Regions from separate parts of the Sus scrofa genome. Here region 2 is linked to region 1. Evidence: chromatin contacts called from public Hi-C data. All regions are on one chromosome and are shown on one strand. The core of a region is the stretch at or near the end of the contact, and the rest is flanking DNA. Distances in the headings are between cores, read along the strand shown. Region 1 overlaps FBXO28 (F-box only protein 28). Region 2 holds the start of ASPM (abnormal spindle-like microcephaly-associated protein).

Region 1 (7,115 bases), core at 2,207-4,706:
TATTACATTAAATTAAAATTACATACTGTTGGAAACAGACAAGATAGGGAGTTCCTAGATCCTAGAAAATATTATGGCTAAGGAAATAGAGAACTCAAAAAAGGAATCCACCTCCAAGAAACTAATTCGGCATAGTAAAATAGAATTAAGTGCCCTGTCTCAGGAAAAAGTTTATTAATAATAAGGAACAACTGGGACATCACACATCGTTTCTTTGGAGATTAAAGTGCAGGCTATGAAATGGCATATAAAATAATGCATAAAATAGTGCAATCTTAAGGTGCCATTATTTTTATTACACATAGCCTATGTTCATATGTCCATTTTCTCTCAAAAATCCAGCTGCAGTGACACCTTTTAGCTTATTTATTAGGCATTAATTATACTCTGTTTTACCCACTTTAGGGGCTACATAGACTATTTTAACATTTTAACAAGTAGAATAATAGCGCATACGTCTTGAAACTACTAAATAGAGATTAAGGCAAGCCCCTATGAAGTTCAGTACTCCAAAAACACGATTTACAAAAAAAAAAAAAAATGTTGCTTCCAAAACCAGTGGCTTTAGACCGGATGGCACCCCAAGTTTTTTAAACAGAATGATTACTCGCATTACATCTGGGTCTGCCCCATTGTCTCCAAGCTCTTTACCTCAGAGAGGAGCTCGGAGGACAACAGGGGTCTGCATCCTCGCCTTCTAAACTAATCCATTCTCTCCGAGCATGTGCCCACCAAGTCCGGTCCGGGTGGCGGGGGCGAGGGGAGGCCGTCCCCTGCGTTCTGTACATCGTTCCTGCCACACGGGATCTGTCTGCAGTGTTGGACCAGCGTCACTGTGTGAGCGGGAATGACTCACTACATTAGAGACGTCTCCTCTGAAAGACAGCCAAGGAAGACGACAGGAATACTTGATGAAATGTTGCTCTAGACAACATAATATTGACACGGAGCGGAGCGTTTAAATTCTCTCTTGGGAAAGCGAATTTACAATGTTCCTGAAACATATGTCACTTTCGGCTGATGGAAACATTTCGTGATTTGTTGAAACTTACATACTATTATACTATACAAATGCAAGTATAATAGCCATCAAATTGGCCAAGGCAATCATAGCTTAACATGTTTGAGCTAGTCCAGGTAAGATCTGAGACTTAAAATGCAACTGTAGTGCTGTAATCTCCTACTGCTACGCCACATTCATGCATTTACAAGTGCACCTCATCAACCTTATGGGCAGGTGGTTACAAGTGTATACGGCAGAAATTTGGATTTTCAAACGGAAAACCCAGCTTCTAATACAGTGTGGATGCTTCTTAGGGAAGCCAAATACTCCTGTTAACTAATGGAAGACAATAGAGACACTTGGGGTATCAAGGTGTAGTTTAAAAAGAAACCCAGGAAACGTAAAATAATTCATTAATAACTGTTAAAAAAAAAAATCCCCTTGATGCATAAGGTTCATATTTTGTAAACCTGTAGACAAGTATTCTGTTCCTTAAAAAAGATTTCCTATTACCAGGAAAGCAGACTATTCAACACCAAGAGCAATCCAGGAGGCCTCCTCCAGAGTTGTGACAATATGGCTAAATCCTAGGATTACACGAGCGAGACCTGCGGAGACAATGAGTTCCAGACAGGGACTTTTATGGATGACCTTGGCTGACAAATGTTTTGGAAACTGTTTATTTTAGAGTTACCTTCCCAACAAACCACGAAACACTTGGATGTTATTTTACGGCTTTTCATTGAAAACATACTACATTGTAAATGGTGCTTCAGATTTCAGAGTTAAGACAAAGAACTGATCGAACTCTAAGGACAATATAAAGTCAGGACAATATTAAAAATGGGTAAGAAAATGTTTCATTTGGAGAGCTTAACCTAAAGGATGCATAACCATGTCATGGTGGACGGATAAAAAAAGGGCAGTGACCTTGTGCTTTTATTCAACTCAGGTACTTACCAAAGCCTTAGGTTTTATACAGGCGGCACACTGCCACCTGGAAAGCGACAGTACTCTAGATGACACCTAAGTTGATCTTAAATTACTGAAGCCCAAGGCAACAGTTGCTTCAAAGAACTTAACGGTCAAATCGTGACTACCTAATTTAGTACATTAAAATAAAACTAGGACAGTAATAGCTGAATGTTTCAAAAATACACAACTGGGGAAAAGAATCACTGGACACAATTTGGAGGTTGTTAAAGTGACCACGTAGAAGGTTGAACAGTGCAAGACATGCTTTTCCAGTTACAAGCTCACAACAGGAGTGCAAACGAAATTAAAGCTTTTGTTTAGAGTTGCGGGATGAGGAAAGCTTGAACGTCATATTAAAAAGCTTCCCTCAGGTCACCTCCCCCCACCCAGAAATGAAATGATCAAAATGCTTTTTCATAGTACGATTTTCTTCAGCAGACTTTCTTTCAATGGCAAAACTGCATCCCACAAGTTGGGTTCCTTCCTCGCACCACAGGGCATGACTGTTAGATCAATGAGCACGCACAGTGGTGAGCAAGGAACAGAACTTGGTACCAAGAGGTCTGACGCCAATGGAAAGAATTTGGGGTTCTGCCTCAGCCAGTGCCCCTGAACCCTACAGAGGGCAGATAACGCGATGGGCTTGAGGACTCTCACATTCCCGTAAAAGTGGAGGACAAATGGACTAACACATACCGCCCCCCCGCCCCCGAGGCAAAGCTGTCGTGGTGCAAGATGTTAAGCCTTAAACTAAGACGCTGCTCTAGAGAGTGGAGCAGGAGGGAGGTTCAAGACGATACCAGTGCAAGAGCTTTTCAAGCGAGCTGACTAGGCAGTGCATGCAGCCGTCCATGCAAACGTAGGACATGGCCCCCAAGAGAACTGAAAACATGGATCTAACAACTGGATAAGTCCCTTGCCAGTAGTTTATAAAAATATAGTCAATACTGTAGAGGCCCCTTCTACAGTCAATACTATGGAGTCCATTTTAGTTACCCATTACTTCAATACCAAAAAGCATTTACTACTTTTCAGACATTCCAGACAAAGGTCACTTATAACAAAAAGTCAACTTTAAAAAAAAAAAAACAAAAAAACCAAGATACTGTCCATTTAAAAAGTAGGTCTTTTCTTTCAAGTGAACAGGACATTTTCTGTATTAAACTTAACTTCTAGTCTGTCAAGACTGGTTTAAGATCCTTATGTAATGTGCATATATGCAGAGACAAATAAACTTACTTTAAACATCTGCACAGAAAAAAGTTAACGTCTTGAAACATGATAGAACAGGTGTGGTTAGTACAAATCTATTGCAAAGTAAAAAGGTTCTGTGCATCAGTCCAACCAGGAGAAGCGGGAGAAGACTGTCCCAACCGCGAGAGTTCAAGTTTAAGGTGTGTTCTGAAAGCCTAGAAGCCGAAGGGACACCGTGCTGCTCACGGCATCCTGATATGCGGAACTGCTCAAGCCACAAAGCCGGGGCTTCCTCTGGAGCGAGGTTTACTTCCTATTCCGGAGGCGTTTCGATTTCCTAAGAGAGTCTATGGCTTCAGCGGCCTTTTTTCGTTTCCGAGGAGACTCTTCATTCTGCCCAGACCCTGAGGAGCTTCCCACCGCACTTTCCATTACTTCTCGTAGTTTGCGTTCCAGCTCTGCCAACCGTGCGTTCTGCTCACCTATGATCTGGGTCTGCTCTAGCAGTTTCTGGTCCTGGTCTTGAAGCTGTTTCTGTTGTTCTTGCACTTTGGTGCGAAGCTCAGAAATTTCACGCCTGAGAACAGTCACCCCAGCACCGTTTGTCTTAACCTGCTGCTGGAGCTTGGTAACCTCCTGTCTTGAAGGGTTTTGCTTGGAGAAGAGCTGCATTGTTGTCAGGGCTGCAGAAGGTCCTGGAACTGCGGGAACAGAGTTTACAACACAGTCAGTCACTTCAACTGTCTCATCACCAGGAACACTTCATTAATTAATCTTATTCAAAAATGGAATATCCCTATTAATATTACTTCTGACGATTTCTTCTTTGCCATCTACTTGGTCTAATGGACTAACAGACACTGTAACTATAAATGAATTTGCATTCTGAGTCTCATGTCCATGTGGCAATATGTGGATTGCCAGCACATGGGGAAAGGCATTTAGTGGCATAAAACTTGTGTTTAAAATATTACAAACCATTCTGAGTACCTAGTAAAGTGCAGTGGTAAAATCAGAGTAGAATTATTTTCTTCCTTATTGCACACAAACATGAACATCTGAGATAGAAGCACAGGCCTAGCACGTTCTTAAGTCCTCCCTGTGGTTAATTATATGCAAGGCTTCGACATTAGCCCGACAACAGAGACACCATCAAAAAGTGAGTTACATCATACACAATGATCATGAAGAATTTCTGACATTGTGTAGAAAGGCTTTGGAGATACTCTGTTTTAGGAATAGCAGAATGTAACATGGGCATAAAAATCACTATTTGAAACTAATAACCTACTTTTAAAAAAGCCTCATCTCCTGAAGCTTTTTAGGACCAGATGAATCCATCCATACCCTAAAAGGCACCTAATTTTCCCCTCGCACATTTAAATAATCAGAATATTGTCCTTGACTGATGCATTCTTGTTTCCCTCTCTGCCTATCTTTATCCAACAAGGCTCAGATCAGTTTTTACCTCTTGTGAGGTCTCAATCAGACCAGCTAACAACAATCCTCAAGATTCTGTCTCTGCCACTCATGCGGCACTTAAGTGGACATTGCTTTAAACTACTCCTCTTGCCTCCAACCATCTGAGGCTGGATATGTCCTACTTTACGAAATAAGATTCTTGCGAGCAGACACCATGAGCTGCACTTCTTTTTAGTCTCTGTATTATGCTGTGTGCATAACAGGTACTCAATAAAAGACATGCTGTAGGCTTTCTTATTAAATTATGGAGAGCCATTCAGTAGCCCCACTAAGTACTCCAGGAGCTAACTAATCTGAACAAAACAAAATGTTTCATTACAAATGTGCTTCCTGATTTAAAATGTTTACAGGGGTTGAAGATGTTGAACAATTCTTTCAGTAGATAAGGGCACAAATCTAGGATTCAACAGTGTTCAAAACAGCCTTATGCATCTGTAGCAGCCAGATGCTGCAGGGGCTGAAATAATTCATTGGTTATTTCAATGAGAATTTTTTCAATGCTGTTTTAGGATAATGAACACTAGTCAGAAACACCAAAAACATAGACATATATATAGGCTTTCATCCAGCAACTCTGCTTTAATAGTTTTTTTCTAAGCTAACAGTTGGGGATGTGTACAAACACGCAGCCACAAGACTGTTCTGCAGAGTGTAGTTCAAATACAGAAAACCTGGAGACAAATGAGCTTAACAGCAGCGGATCAGTGACTTAAGCTATGGTCTGTAATCCAATCTGTCATTAAAAATGAGGCTGCAGATAGATAGTTACAGACCCAGCAAAGTTCAAGGTATACAGTTAAGGGGGGGGCAAGTTACAAATCTGTGTATGAACATAATTACAAACTGAACATATCACACACAAGAGGTACCTGGAGGAGAGCCCATGAGTCTTCCAGACACATCTGATCCTGGTAATTTCCTCTTCAGAATTGGAACAATCTTTTCATCAAAGTACTCCATTGCCATGGAGGAAATATCCCTTAACTCTTGAAGCACTTCATGAGCTCGCTGAGGGGCTCTGGTAGAATTGACATATCTCAACACACGATAAATCTCATCAATCACCTAAAATAATGAGCTCTCGTTAGCACTTTCAATTTTTTTTTTTTTTTTTTTTTAAAGAAAACAGCTAAGCAGGGAGGGAGGTGACTGCGAAAGCCTACAAGGTGATGTCCCTGATATACTGAGCACGGGTCACGTTTCCACCTGGAACCCATGGCACTGGGACTGTTATAATACTTTACACGTTTCATATGTACATTTATTAAGCATCTTTTCTGTACTATACTGGGGCTAAGGAATCAGGATGATTAAAATATAGCTCCTGGAGTTCCTGTCGTGGCGCAGTGGTTAACGAATCTGACTAGGAACCATGAGGTTGCGGGTTCGATCCCTGGCCTTGCTCAGTGGGTTAACGATCCGGTGTTGCCGTGAGCTGTGGTGTAGGTTGCAGACGCGGCTCGGATCCCGCATTGCTGTGGCTCTGGCGTAGGCCAGTGGCTACAGCTCCAATTCGACCCCTAGCCTGGGAACCTCCATATGCCGCTGGAGCGGCCCAAGAAATGGCAAAAAGACAAAAATAGAAAAAATAAATAAATAAATAATATATAGGAGTTCCCGTCGTGGCGCAGTGGTTAACGAATCCGACTAGGAACCATGAGGTTGCGGGTTGGATCCCTGCCCTTGCTCAGTGGGTTAACGATCCAGCGTTGCCGTGAGCTGTGGTGTAGGTTGCAGACGCGGCTCGGATCCTGCGTTGCTGTGGCTCTGGTGTAGGCCGGTGGCTACAGCTCCGATTGGACCCCTAGCCTGGGAATCTCCATATGCCGCGGGAGCGGCCCAAGACCAAGAAATAGCAAAAAGACCAAAAAATAAATAAATAATATATAGCTCCTGCTCTGAAGGAAATCACAGTGTAATCAGGGAAAGATACCTGTAAAGAAGTGATACAAGTGGGACATACAAATTGCTGAAGAAACTAGAAGACTAAACTGAGAGGTTCAATCTTGGTTGCAGGCAAGCAGGAGCTGAGGTGGGGCACTGCCCAAACCCATGTTCCACTAACCCTCCAAGCCTACTTCACCCTAGCCTGAATCTGTTTCCCAAAGCCCCACGGACTCGGCCTGACTCCCTTCTCTTCCACGCTGCCATTATCTGCTTATCCTTGAAGCCGTTTCTCCCGGTCTCCTCAGATCCTGCTTTCCTGCTATCACCAAAGGGCAGCAAATGATCCCTTTTCATTTTAATAATAATTGCAATGGGGAAACCCAAGGCATACATACATGGAGAGAAACATGTAATCTTGCAGAGGAGCACCAGGGCAAATTACAGTCCTTGACACTTTCTAGACTCTTGGGTCAATGAGCTCATCCACGTCAGTCTAGCTCCATGTGTGCCTAACACATATCAGCAAAATGAAACCGTCAGAATATGTCTATTGTGAATCAAAGAGGACTTCACA
Region 2 (6,396 bases), core at 3,300-5,799, 75 kb before region 1:
TGTCTGGAGGGGCCCTTTTACATACCTCTCCCTGCCAGAACTACACATCACCAAGTTTCTGTTTTTTCCAAAACTTTGACCAGCTGGCCAACCTGTTAGCTATTGCCCTTGAGCCACCAGAGTTAGACATATCTTCCTTTAGCAGTAGACTTGATGCACCATCCAGTTTGCTCCCTAACAGGATTCCCTCCTACTCGAGAGGAGGCCATGGTGTAGTGTCCTGTCCACATCCAGAAACCAGGTCTTTTCCTCCATATGAAATGGCCCAAAGTTCCCGAGGTACAGATGGGGAGAGAGGCAGCAGAGGAGGAGATGATATAGGACCCAAGTCTTCTATGCAGCTTGTGAACTTGGGGTTGCTCAGCCCTGGGCTGGTGGACACCACTCCAACTTGACAATGGAATGCTGCTTGTCACATCCAGGTTTTTAGTTCTGTGGATTAGAACCCTGGTCAGCAAACTTCTTTGGAAAGGGGCAGATACTAAATGTTTCAGGCTTTGCAGGCCATGATTTCTGCTGGAACTATTCAGCTCTGCCACTGCAATGTGAAAGCCGTCATCAATAATTTGTAAATGAATGGTGTTGCTGTGTTCCAATAAAATTTTAGTGGGGTAAAATCTCAGACCATCACAGTTCTTGACAGCTATTTCTTGCTCATCAGATTTAGTTAGCAAATGGCATCAATAAAGTGAGAGGGGTAGAGGAGGCTGCCTCTATAAGGAAGAGAGGTTTGTGGGAAAAGGGAGATTACAAGTTCTCAGCCTTTTAAATTTTGCACAAATGTCATACTCCTTCCCAGGATCCCACTCCCCCTATTAGTTAAGAGGGCCAACAGGACTGAACATTTAATCAGTGCTGTCACATTCACCAGCAGACCCTTGGCTTTGGCCTTACGTTTCCTGAGACCACTGGAAGTGAGAGGTTCTTCAGAACTTCCTCCTCACAAGCGTTCTCAAAGTATGTTCTTAGCTGTGCCGTTTTCATTTTCTTTTTTTTGTTGTTGTTGTTTTGTTTTGTTTTGCTTTGTTTTATAAAAAACAAATGAGCTGGTGGACGTGAAAGCACTTTGTCAACAGTAAAATGCTATGCCCACATTTGTGACAGCTAAGGGTTTTTTTTTTTTAAGCATGAGGGTAAAATTAGTGGTATTTTTTCATTCAATTCACGTAAAGGTCAATTCATGCAAACAAAAAGAATTAACATACACGTTTACAAAGATTAGATACAGTTCCAAAAGCGACTGTATTAATTCACAGCAATGGTTCTTCAACCTTGGCTGCACATTGGAATCACCCAGAGAGCTTCACAAAGTACCAATTTCTGGGTCTCATCCCCAGAGACTCTCATTTAATGGGAATAGGGTGCAGCTCAGGCACTGAGATTTGTAAAACTCCCCAGCTGATTCCAATGTGCAGCCAAGGAAGGCTGAGCAGCGCTGGTTAATGGCTTCTTTAGAAGCCTCAGAAATGTGTTCTGAATTGATTTAAATTTTATGGAGAGTAGAGAACATACTTTTCTGTTTGCAGAATAGATTCCATAGAATCAACGTGACAGGAAAAATTCACAGCAGCACATTCTGACTCCTATACAAATCTCTTCTGTTAACATATAGGAGGCATCATAAACATCAAAATGCAAGAAAATGCTTCTTTTTGTCACAGTGTATTGTGGTGAAATAAAAAACAGTCTCACAGTGTTTCCTTTAGAGCATTCTTGATTTTGGCCTCAGGCAGTGGTTCTAGGTCTTGCTGGCACATTAGAACCAAGCAGGAGGCTTTAAAACCCTGATGTTCTATATGCACATTGGGTCAATTAAGTTAGAGCCACTGAGGGTAAGACCCAGACATCAGAGTTTTTAAAAAATTTCTCCACATGACTTTCATGTACCAACCACAGGGACTTGCTGTATGGCACAGGGAACTCTACTCAATATTCTGTGCTAATCTATATGGGAAAAGAATCTGAAAAAGAATGGATATGTGTATATGTATAACTGAACCACTTTGCTATACAGCAGAAATCATCACAACATTGTAAATCAATCATACTTCAAAATTTTTAAAAATAAATAAAAGGCAGAAATTGTCAAACGGGATGAGGAAAAAAAAAAACAGAAGACCTCTAACTTAATTCACTTAAAATCAAAATTGGTATGACAAGCATTTATTGAGATGAGGCCATTCATTACCAGGAACTGCAGAGAGCTTGCTTCCCACCCTCAAGAAGCACCCAATCTAGTGAAGGAGGCAACATAAGGTCATCAAAGGTAAGAACAGATGCCAAGGGGCTCCCACTGTGGCTTAGCGGGTTAAGAACCTGAAATAGTGTCCAGGAGGATGCAGGTTTGATTCCTGGCCTCCCTCAGTGGGCTAAGGATCTGGCATTGCCACAAGCTGTGGCGTAGGTTGATGATGGGGCTCAGACCTGGCATTGCTGTGGCTGTGGCTGCGTAGGCCAGCAGCTGCAGCTCCAATTGGACCCCTAGCCTGGGAAATTCCATATGCCTTGGGTGTGGTTCATTTTCTTTCTTATATATGCTCTCTATAGCCATCAGGTGAAACCCGGTACTCTGTAAACTCTATAATCATTCATAAACTGTTTGCATAGCAACTATATGCCACAGCCACCTCTGAATAAACTATCCTTCATGTACATTTCATCTGGTGCTGCCACTGCTGGTGATTTCAGGACTCATGATGCGCCCACATGCCTTTGATTATCATAATATGTTTCTTGCTAGCAAGAGTTTATCCCTGTGCTCCTTGAACACAAACAATTCAACTCAGCATTCTATCCTAAGAAGCAATTTCCTAGGGCCACTACTGCATCAGTCAGGGTCACTAAGGAAGTAATTGAAGAAACCTATAAACATAGCAAATACAGAACACAGACCAGCATCCCACAGCAAAAAGCAGGCTGAAAAAAGTGGGGATTGGAAGTGGAGGGCAAATAAAAAATATCCAGTACTGGAGATCCCATTGTGGCTCAGTGGAAACAAATCCGACTAGGAACCATGAGGTTTCAGGTTTGATCCCTGGCCTCACTCAGGGGGTTGAGGATCCGGCGTTGCTGTGAGCTGTGGTGTAGGTCTCAGACGCTGCTCGGATCCTATGTTGCTGTGGCTCTGGCATAGGCAAGCAGCTACAGCTCCGACTGGACCCCTAGCCTGGGAACCTCCATATGCCGCGGGTACAGCCCTATAAAGCAAAAAAAAAAAAAAAAAAATCCAGTACAGTCTCATTCTGGATTTTTTTTTAATTTTTGAGTCAAAAACATTGTTTTATGAAGACAAATTATGAGGGGAGGGTGTACATAAAAAAATGGATTATTAACATGTTAAAAAGAATTGAAACACTTCAATGACTTGAGCTTAAGAAGGCTTATGTTTGCAAAGTTAATTTGATGAATATTTACAGTATGAAAACAATAAATACACATTATTTGACAACTACTGTAATTCATATTAACATTTGTGCAAAAAACATGTAGGGTAGTAGTGTTCTAGTACATTAATCCTGTATTAGCCCTACAGAATTCAAAAACACCTCTATATAAAGACTTCTGTGTCAATGTTGTTAAGCTCACAGGGTTTAACCTCAGGTCAAATTGGGTGTCAGTGAATATAATTTCATATTCCACCTCCCTCATTTTGTTTTTCCACTTGGGGAGATTTCCCTTGAGCTACTTCATGTATCCGTACCACATGCACACATTTTTTCCTGAAGTTTCCTGCTGTCCTGAGAGGTAGTAGGGTGAAGGTCTGGCCAAACCGCCTGGGTGCCTCTCCCTGCTCTGCCACCTCCCAGTCGGCTTGCTCATCGGTGAGACACAGCTAAGGTGCCTTCCTTCCAGGGCTGAAGGAAAGGCCGAGATAGAGAAGCACGGGGCCTGAAACAATCCACATCAAAGAGTAATAGCTGCACTAAGCTATCATCGTTATATCAGATACTATAATTAGAATTAAAACCAAGAAGTCAAGTGTCAAGGGCGAAGCCGGTCAAAACCATCACGTCTGGACTGTTGAGAATCTCAGGCTTCATTTGTTGACCTATTTGAGCTCCCAGGACCCCGACGTCACAACCAGCAGGTAAACTTATTGAGCCGCTGCTGTGTCACTGAAATCAGCCCCTTCACACGAATAACCATTTCGTTTTCCTTATTTTCTCCCATTTGAGCCCAAAAGCCGCGGAAGAAAAGCTCAGGAATGTGACCTGGGCGGGAACATTGTAGAAAAGGAATGACTTCAACCCAATTTGCCTGCTTAACGGTTTTACCCAAGGTTGTCCCGGCAACCGCAACGACTGCGGCATTTACTGTAGAGGCTCTGGGATCTCTTCCCTTCAACAATGCCGCTCACGAAACCAAAGGGCAAATTTCTAGTCAAAGCCCCGGTTCTCAGTGGGCAGCCGAGACCCCATCACCCCGGTCGCCTACGCAGGAGAGCGACGCGCTGCCAACAACCCAACACGTTTAAATAAGGCGCCGTCTTCTCATTGGCCGGAGTTTCTGCTCGCTGATTGGTCCCTCGCGGAGGTGGGCGGTTCCGGGCGCGCCCATTGGTGGAGGAGGGAAGTTTAAACGAAGAGAAGACCGAGTTGTTTTTTCTCTAGAGTTGTGAGTGTGTGGGGCTGTTTTCTTCAGCAGTCGAGGACACAGAACGAGAGAGGGGTGTATCCGCTCCAGGAGACGGAGTGAGAGTTCCTGCAGGGCCGCCCGGAGAAGCCCCGAGGCCGCCATGGCGACCCGGCGTCGGGGGCGCGGCTGCTGGGAGCGGAGTCCTCCAGAGAGGAGGCCGCCTGCCGGGCCTCCGGGTCCCCGGGCCGAGGAGGAGGCAGCATCCCCGCCGGTCCTGTCCCTCAGCCACTTCTGCAGGTCGCCCTTCCTCTGCTTCGGGGACGTGCGCCTGGGAGCATCGCGCACACTGCCCCTGGCCCTGGACAACCCCAACGAGGAGACCGCCGACGTGAGGCTGTCCCGCGTCCCGGCCGCCGAGCAAGGCTTCAGCATCTGGCCCAGCGCCTTCGTGTTGCAGGTAGGGTGGGCTACGGGGGTGGGGGGAGACGGGATCGGAACTCACGGAGGGGACCTGAGACCTGGAAAATAAAGCCAGTTCCTTTCCTCTGACGTTGGGCGAACGAACCTCTTTTCTCCAGGGCGGAGGCGGCTGCGGTGGGCTGTCACCCTGGCGGTGAAGCGCGTCCTGAGAAGCACTTGGGTGGTCCTGTGTTTCGTAGAAGGGCTTTTCATAGACTCGGGCCTTGAGAAAACTTAAGGGCTATCCATCCACGCATCTATCCCTCTATATTTAAGATTGCCAAGAGTACGTTGGTTAGAGCAGGGTTTTTTTTGTAATTGCTTTCCGTCAGTCATTCGCATTTTTTTTTTAGGGCCGCAGGTGCAGCACATGGAGGTTCCCAGGCTGGGGTGGAATTGGAGCTGCAGCTGCCGGCCTAGCCACAGATTTAGCAACTCAGGATCCCAGCTGTGTCTGCGACCTAGACCACAGCTCACGGCAATGCTGGATCCTTAACACACTTAGCGGGCCAGGGATCCAACCCGCATCCTCATGGATACTAGTGGGTTCCTTACCGCTGAGCCCCGAGGGGAACTCTTCGGTCATCTTAAAAAACGCATTTTAGTTTCCACAGGGAAACCGACTGCATATAGAGTCAGGGTAACTACTTATTCTGGTGAGGGAGTGAGATTTGTTTTGGCTAAATGTCTATAGCAACAAAACCAAAACACTTCCTCAGGGTTGTTTTCAACAAGAGTGCACACTTGAGCGTTTTAATATTTTTCCCCCATTTGCTGTAGTATGGTTCTAATGATGTTTCAAATTTAATTTTACAAATGTTTTGTTGAGACCTTCCTGGGTAGCTTTTCTACATTGCATTGGCCAGAGTAATGCTCCCATTCCAGAGAATTTATATTCTTCTTTTGACTGCTGTGGTCTTTCCATTGATTAGAACCTCTGAAAGTGTGAAAAGAAACAACAAATCAGCTGAGGGGATCTCACTCTTTGTCTAAACAACTGCTTCCCAAGGCAGTGAGAGGTCCATTGACTTGGTCCATAAGCACTGGTTCAGCTACACTTGTTTGTAAATGTTCCCTTTTCTTTTCATGGAAAGATATAAACTTTGTTCTATCTACATAATACATTTGCTTGTTATTTTTTGTTTGTGGGACTGAAATTCTTTGGGTTTTGGCTTTTTTAGAACTACTTCCATGTTTATAAAGTAAAAGTTTACTGATCTTAGTTTTTAAAAACTTCTTTTGTTAACTATTGATTTCCCTCGGCTTCAGGTTTGAATGTGCAGACGCCACTCAACCACCAAACCACTAAGATAATACATACACACATAATGTTTACCTTTTTACAGGTTCTTTTAAACTCTG

Evidence for each region. Hi-C and Micro-C count contacts between places; a contact is called where the count stands out from the background.
Region 2: a Hi-C map of alveolar macrophages shows a contact between it and region 1, with 2.7 times the contacts expected there. The contact joins the promoter of ASPM here to the enhancer-like site in region 1. A contact is called at or near these places in 5 of 5 promoter capture datasets (fetal liver, fetal skeletal muscle, liver and 1 more) and 20 of 47 Hi-C or Micro-C datasets (alveolar macrophages, blood, brain and 12 more).

What each region holds. Positions count from the first base shown.
Region 1 is chr10:19,961,127-19,968,241 of Sscrofa11.1, reverse strand. FBXO28 (F-box only protein 28) reads right to left here. Exons shown (of 6, transcript XM_003130584.6): 5 at 5,524-5,719; 6 at 1-3,873. The coding sequence ends at 3,479. Among named protein-coding and RNA genes, the nearest start is that of FBXO28, 28 kb to the right of the region's middle. Within about 2 kb of position 3,456, at least 2 of the 83 cell types and tissues checked have an H3K27ac peak or open chromatin away from gene starts, as enhancers often do. A contact at or near this core is called in alveolar macrophages, where this site is marked.
Region 2 is chr10:20,037,833-20,044,228 of Sscrofa11.1, reverse strand. It overlaps ASPM (abnormal spindle-like microcephaly-associated protein), which reads left to right and starts at 4,549. Exons shown (of 25, transcript XM_021064478.1): 1 at 4,549-5,032. The coding sequence starts at 4,736.